2 separate regions of the Mus musculus genome follow, and region 2 is linked to region 1. The links are chromatin contacts, called in public HiChIP or PLAC-seq maps. All regions are on one chromosome and are shown on one strand. The core of a region is the stretch at or near the end of the contact, and the rest is flanking DNA. Distances in the headings are between cores, read along the strand shown. Region 1 holds the start of 4930461G14Rik (RIKEN cDNA 4930461G14 gene). Region 2 holds the start of Ccdc33 (coiled-coil domain containing 33).

The links. HiChIP or PLAC-seq counts read pairs in DNA pulled down with a chosen protein or histone mark.
Region 2: a contact with region 1 is called in a FOXA1 HiChIP or PLAC-seq map of pancreatic cancer cells. The contact joins the promoter of Ccdc33 here to the promoter of 4930461G14Rik in region 1. A contact is called at or near these places in 3 of 115 datasets of contacts at active chromatin or transcription factors (embryonic stem cells and pancreatic cancer cells) and 1 of 9 other capture datasets (adipose tissue).

What each region holds. Positions count from the first base shown.
Region 1 is chr9:58,453,775-58,457,775 of GRCm38.p6, forward strand. It overlaps 4930461G14Rik (RIKEN cDNA 4930461G14 gene), which reads left to right and starts at 1,399. Exons shown (of 3, transcript NR_040736.1): 1 at 1,399-1,582. It overlaps Gm32820 (a long non-coding RNA gene), which reads right to left. Exons shown (of 3, transcript XR_379493.4): 3 at 3,443-4,001.
Region 2 is chr9:58,116,760-58,120,269 of GRCm38.p6, forward strand. It overlaps Ccdc33 (coiled-coil domain containing 33), which reads right to left and starts at 2,064. Exons shown (of 20, transcript NM_001166282.1): 1 at 1,676-2,064; 2 at 544-872; 3 at 328-444. The coding sequence starts at 1,985. It also overlaps a transcript of Stra6 not described here.

The DNA of each region.
Region 1 (4,001 bases), core at 149-2,648:
GGGGTGGAAAATTCAAGAAGGAGTTGAGAGAGTGTGCAACCTAGCCATTGCCAAGGTGGAGGGGGAAGTCCATTCAGAAGTCATCTGAGGAGTATTAGATTTTAGGCAGAAAGAGAAGAGAGGGAGGAGGAGAGGCTGAGTCACACTGTCCTGTAGGGTAGAGCCTTATCAGTGCTGCAGATGCCACTGGGGGACAGAGTCTGAGAGAGTTTCCATCTCATCAGCCAAGGAACATGTCTCCTTTTGAAGGTGTCTGGGGGTGGAAGGTCTTGCATCTCAAGGAAGCAGGCTTAGTTAATATGTCTGGGCTTCGTAGCAGAGGTGGGGGAGCAGGGCATTTGTGACTGAGGCTTCACGGGGAAGATCACTCTCCCATGATGCTTGGCTAATGTGTGACTCATGTGAACTGACGATAGTCTGGCTGCCTTTGATCTGAGCTGGGATGTGGCTTAGAGCCTGATTACCTAGAGGTCTGGCTGCTCTTGAATAGAAGTATACATGCTCTCTCCAAAACCACGCAGCCCCCCAAAGGCAGGAGGCAGTGACCCACCAGCCACATTCCCCATACCTTGGTAGGAGACGGGTGTCAAATGCAATGCTGGTACCCTGCCTATCTAGGCTGAAGTCACTTTTGAGTCAAGTTTTCCTTGGCCTTAGTCAAGGCCCTGAGGTACAAAGTGACCTGTCTTAGGACGCTCTGGAGGAGACACTGCCAGCACAGATGGGAGAGTGAAGCCAAGGTGTGGAGCTTCATGATGCCAAGAGCTCATGACACTTTTGCTTCAGTGCCCCCTTCAGTGCCCAGAGCCTTCTCCACTGGAACCATCCCTTTTAGTCAATGGCTCATCCTGGAAACATTCTCGAAGCTGATTACCAGGCCCAATAATGTAAGACTCTGGTGAGAGATTTCCCCCCCACACACACCTTTGCCCCCAACACACACACAGTGAACAACGCTGAGCCGGGAATCGTTGCAAAAACAAGAGGAATTTTATTGTTCCAGCATGCTGGGGTCACCCTGCACAAGAAGAAGAGAGAACAAGGACTCTGCACAGCCCATTCGGTAAGTTTTTATACAGTTTTCAGAGCCGCAGCCATTGCGCACATTGTGATTGGCAGAACAGTGCGACTTTTAAACTGATTGGTCTTTAGGGAATGAGGTGGCAAGGACTTCCCTTGTCTATAGGTGGCCAATGGTCACAGAATGTGTCTATGTGCTCAGGACTTCCCATACCCGCAAGTGGCTGATGGTTGGTTCCTCCCTCCCCCCACCTTGTCTGAGGAATGTAATTAGCCCCTCCCTTCCGGAGGGGGTGGTGCCTAAGTCCTCTATGACCTTTCTCTTCCAGGAGAGGAGATGGAATTTTCCAAAGTTCCTGAGTTGACCTCTTCAGTGCCAGGCATTGGCATTGTGGAGATGAACTAGGCAGGTACTCTCCCTCAAGTACTTCCCAGCCCAGAAGGGGACAGGACCACACCTGAGGACTATCCTAAAGATCTGAACAGTGGAGACAGAATGAAGAGAGCTTGCTTGGACAGCTTTATGTAGCAGAGCTGGTACAAGTGACTTAGGCCTTGAAGGGTGAGTAGTTCATTGAGTTAAAACAGGTATTGTCCAGGTCTGGATAAAAGGGGAGAGGGCAATGATAAGACAACAGAAAAATGAAATGGGGCTTCAGTGGGGGAATATTTACAGGCCCAGAAACCCCAAACTGATGATCATAGGGTGATGTGACCTATGATCAAGGCCTATGTCCTACAGGTGTAGCCCTATACAACATCTGACTTTGGAGCCTGGCACCACAGTGGCAAGGTCTGGAGCACTTTGCCTTACTTTCTGGGCCTCACTGCTGCAGACGGAACAATGACGGACCCAGTGCTCTGAGCACACTCCCAAACACCCTGACTGGAGAGTAGGTGTGTGAATGGCAGCTATCACTGTCACGTGAATTATTACATTGATTTAGAAGGATCTGTTCAGTTCATAAACCCCAAATAATGGAGCCCAGCCAGTCATGAGACTTGCAGAACTATAGAGTCACTGGGGTAGAGCTGGTGCTGGTACTGGAGGCCGTGCTAAAAATGATCCCCGAGGTCTTAGTCCTGGCAGAGGAGAAACGCAGCAGGCTGGGCTGGGTAACTGTGTTGGCAATTTCCCCTTCAAAACCACCTGAACTGGAGCCCCATTCATTAGCATGAGAATGGCGCGCCGGCTGGGATCTGAGGGTCCAAAGGTATTTGTATTCGAAAGAGCTTCCTCTGTTCTTGGCTCAAAGTCACTGCGGCCTGAGCTGCGAGGCTGGGCGGGGATCCAACACACACTGCGGGTAGCCTGGGAAAGAGGGGAGTCCTACCCAAGTGGTTGCTCCGAGCCTCGGGACCACACTCAGAAATGCAGCCCAGAACACCTTCCCCATCCCAGCCCACCCGGAGCCATCCCTGTATTTGGGAAGCTCTCTTGTAAGTTCTTGAAATGTCTCCCCACCCCTCCAGCCTTTATTTCTTTTTAAATCCTGTGTGGAAGAAGGCAGGGGTTTGAGACCTGTGTGCCTCTCACAAAGGAACCTAGAGTTTTCAAAGGTGGAGAAGCACTGCCCAACGGGATTAGTAATAGTAACCATCATTACAGCTAGTGGTTGGGAGCTGCCCCTTGCCAGGCATCATGTTAGGAATTTTACATACATTATCCTCGGTGTGGCTCTCTTTTTAAAATTCATGCCACAATCCTGAGATGTGGTTTCAAGCCTCACTTTACTGATCAGGAAACTATGATGTGGAGGATAGTGTTAGCTTACCCAGGATTAAGAAAATAAATTTCCTATCTGGAGTATGGGCTACAGTATTAAGTTCCACACCTCCTGATTGCCCTTCCGGCTGCCCCTTTGGAAAGGAGTCCAGTGGAATGAAGGGATAGTTTGACAATTTCCCCTTCAGGTCCTCCCAGCTCAGGCTCCGGTCATCAGCATGAGAACCAGGTCTGAGCAGAAGACCCACCCTCATCTCTGGCCCTTCTCTATCAATCCTTCTCTGGGCACTCAGGTTTGTTTATCCCCCTAGGGATCTGCTGTGGAGCCCAGCATGATGGCATTTCTAAGGGAAAGGCAGGAAAGGCAGGGAGCAGAAAGATACCCGCCTAGTTTGTGTAGCACCCTGTGTCACCCTCAGGGAAGAACCCAGAATCCAGAATGGACCCCACAAGAATGTTCTTCACTTGTCTGCCCAACCTCTTCCTCTTGCCTAGTCCTTTTGTCATCTTCAAGCAGGCACCCCATTCTGTTCTCCCACCACCTCCGCTCTCCCTCCTTATCCTCACCAACAAGAATCCAAGAACACTCCAGTGCCTTAGCCACTCTGTAAAGTTCCCAAGTCTAGCCATACCGTTACTGACAACTTCATGGAGCCTCAGCTAGGTTACCATATGTTACCAAGAAAATGGGGTCCCCTCTCAGGATTCCTAGTTTCAATTATAAAAGAATTTTGGAACAGACTCAGAAGGAAGCTCTGGGACAATCCTATAAGCACTTGAAAGAAAACACCAGGTCAGGCAGGCTGCCTGGGAAAGGCAAAGATGCCCCAATCCTGAGTATGACAAGCCTTGCCACACCCCCACACAGATCTCCTTTCTCCACAATCTTTCTTCTTAATGTCCCATTCCATCAGAACTTTCAGGCCTCGTACAAGCCAGAAGCCCTGGTGTCTGCTTGTGTCTTGTTTCCCATCTGTCCTAGGACTAACTCCACACTGCTGCAGAAGACCGAGCATTCCTCCGCACTGGGGTGGGAGTGCTCTGTGTAACCCAGACAGAGTGCTGACTCAGTCTCGGGCATGGTGGTGGCATTACACAAGGGCCACAGCTGCCTGGGAAGCCACACTCTTGCTCTCCCTGAACCCCCAGAGGCTGTATGTAGGGGTAGGCAGGCCGAGTGCTCAAGGGCCCTGCCTTGCCAAGCTTTTTATCTGCTTCTCATTATCCTCGCCCTCTGCCTGAGAAGGTAATTAAA
Region 2 (3,510 bases), core at 814-3,313, 340 kb before region 1:
GTCCTGGGCTTACACCCTGACCCCTTTCAGAGCCTTCATGACAGTGTCAAGGACTGTGTGTAATACCAATATTTTATCCAAATGTATTGGCTCTAGTGACATTCCATACTTAGTGGCTGTCCTGGCATTGGGTACCACACGCTACTATGTATGTCCTGAGGTTTCCAGTAACTGTTGACATTTCGTGGAACCTAGAATCCTGAGGTGTGTTTTCTCCATCTGTGCAATGAACTACTGCTTGCTCTGTGAGTTCTCAATTGGATGTGATGCCTAAATGAGAGAGAACGTAGTAGGGAACCCTCCCACAGAAGGGCTGGTGCCCCTCACCTGAGCCGGATGCTGCCAGGGTCCTGCTTCCCAGCTGAGCCCCTCCTGGTCACTGTCAGTGCTGAATGGGCTCATATAAGATTCTTCTATCTTGTCACTCAGGGCCTCCCTCGAAGTCTGCTGAGAACGTAGGAGATTGAGGTTGGGGACTGTAGGGCTGCAGACAGCCAGTTTCATCAAAGGCTGTGTCCTGAACTGGGACCCAGGAGCACCTACCTGTAGCTCTGGTTGGCTGGGTTCCAGTTGACAGTCTGAGACAGAGGACCTAGGGTCCCTGTGCACATGGAAGGCCACACTGTAAGCCAGGCCCCCACAGTGGCGGGCTGTGGGGTCCTCGCTGGCTCGGAGAAGAGCCAGGTTGCCACAATAGCGGTACAGGTCTTCATGATCCTGTGCTGTGAGGTTCATTCGGGGCTCATCTGGTCGTGGGTAAATGGGGAAGATGGCCTCACCTACCCTCTGAGCCTCCTGTCCTGAGGATCCATCCAGCCTCAGAGCCTCCACACGCAGATGTGCATCACTCTGCCCATCATTCTTACAGAACCCTGGGTGGAGAACATGGCTTTAAATGTGGTCTTTAGGATCTCCCTCCCTTCTCCAAGGGGTGAGAAGGACATCCAGGGCCCTGGGGCAACTTGAACTGAATCCAAGTGAGCTCGGCTAAGAATTCCCTTGTGGCTGACTCCTCTCAGCCCTCACTCAAGACTCCTTTGGTTTACCTATGCCTCATGTGACCCCACCAGAGTGAGGAGGCCTATAGCCCATGGAATTGTTCTGGGTTCTGACACCAGGGAAGAGTTTGGCTAACCTTAGCCTGGGATATACACCAGGACTGTTGTCTGGTAAGTCCTCTGTCTAAGCCTGGATCTTCTAGATTACTTAGCTAGTTTTGACTTAAAATTCCTGCCTCTTTGTACCCAGTCTGGAAGCTCCCAGAAAGTAAGACCAGGATCTTCTATCCATTCATGTCTGTCCAGTCTCTATCCCTACAATCAGAAGGAACTCAGGGGGCTTCTAGCATCACTTCATCCATGTACCGTTCACTGCCTAGGTCTAAACATGCTGTGGGCTTTGTCTCTATCAAATTCACATCCCCCTTTAGTTCCTCTTCACCTTTGCCCTCTATGAGAACAGTTTCAGCATCCATGCCACGCTGAAGGAAGCAGGAACCTTACAGGACCAGCGTTTGCCCAAGGCCACATAGTCACACAGGCAGAGCTTAGAATTAAGGCTGGAGCTCTGCCTCTGGCTGTCCAGGTCCCTTGCAGTCCCCCAGGGTCCTGATCAGCTCTAGGGCAGAAGTCCCAAAGATCCTGCTTCCCCCCCAACCCTTGACTTCACTTTGTACCTTTGGGCAGAGTGAAGATAAATTTGTTCCTGGTGAAGGTGAGGCTCTGGCCAGGATCCTGCTGCTCAATGACCTCAGTGACAGCTGAGCAGGCTGGAAGGGGGTCCCCATCATTGACTTGCAACTGCACCCCAGCACTGGAGCCTGCCTGCAGTGGGTTTTCAGCTGACAGCCTCAGGGCGTACCGGCCCTCCTCATTAAATCCCACACTCAAGATCTCAAACTCCAGGTCCAGTGTCTTCTCTCCAGCCTTCAGTCGCTGGCTCAGCAGGGATGCAGGGAGGTAGGGATCAGGACCTCTAAAGGCCATGGCTTCAGCCAGGGTCAGAACTCCAGGCTGAGCCCTGCCCTCTCCTGCTCACAGTCCCATCCTGGGTCCAGTCGGAAAGAAGACAGATTAGGCACTTGGGGCCACACCTCACCCTTCTCTGTTTGTTTGAGAAGGATCCAGGCAACAAGCCAGGAAACTGAGCCTGAACTGGGGAACAAAGGCATCAATTAATTCTTCCCATTTAGCATTTGATCTCTCAGTAAATATTTATTGAGAACCTACTGTATATGAGGTGCTGTCTTGGGCATTTTGAATATAGCAGTGAAATAGACACATTCCTGCCCTCCTGAAGCCTGTCTTCTAGTGAAGGTAATGGGTAGAGAAGACAAAGATAAACAAGAAATATGGAAAATGAATGATCAGGGCTGGGACTCGGTCAGTAATGTACTTGATGCACAAGCATGAGAACCTGAGTTTGATTCCCAGGACCCATGGAAACTAGGAATGGTTGTGTATGCTATGCTTATCATTTTAGTCCTGGGAAGGCCCAGGCAGGAAGTCCATCTAGGAGAATCAGTAAGTTCCTGTCTTAAAAAAAGTAAGAGTCCTGAGGAATAACATCTGAGGTTGACCTCTGGTATCTACATGCACACACACACACATGTACCTGTACATACAAACACACACATGTGTATGTGTGCACACAAACACACATACATAAACATGCACACAGGTGTACCTGTACACACAAACACACACACACAAGCATGCACACATGTGTACCTGTACACACAAACATACACACAGATACAAACACATACACATGTGTACTTGTACACACATTTGTACTCATAACATATATAAATCCTTAAACCATACACACAGCATGTATGCATGCATGCACACACACACACAAACACATACACACACAACCAAATTCTCAAGTGTGCTAAGAGATGATCTACTTCATACATTCTATAGAAAATTGGGGGCACATGAGTATGTGGTATTCAGAACTCTCCATTTCTGGGGAACCTGTCTCTACCTGGGAGTCCTTAGTATGGATATGGGAGAGGTCTCCAGGGTAAGGGAATATATGGTCCATGTCTGCTTCTGCAACCAGCTTACCTTATACAAGACATACAGCTTTACAGAGAACTTGGCCTCTCAAAGCTAGGTTGTCAGTCTAGAGTCTGTGCTTCTTTGTCCTGGGTTTCAATGGAAATCAGAGGATCCTAGACACTATTCAAAAGAGACTAAGTCTGCTGCCACTACTATCACCACCACGCCGCCACCATCACTACCTACTGTGTCCAGCACAGTCTTGGGAAGTACAGGAAAGAAGAATAATGGTAGAAAGAGACACAAGACTCTGGGTTCCCTTTAAGAATGAACAAATTTTATTTTCCCACTGCTGTTTATATATTATCTAGCTACTAGAGATGGCATTACAAGCAGAACTTGAGCAAGTCTCTTTTATATATATATATATGTGTGTGTGTGTGTGTGTGTGTGTGTGTGTATACACACATGTATATATGTATATGTTTGTATATATAATCTA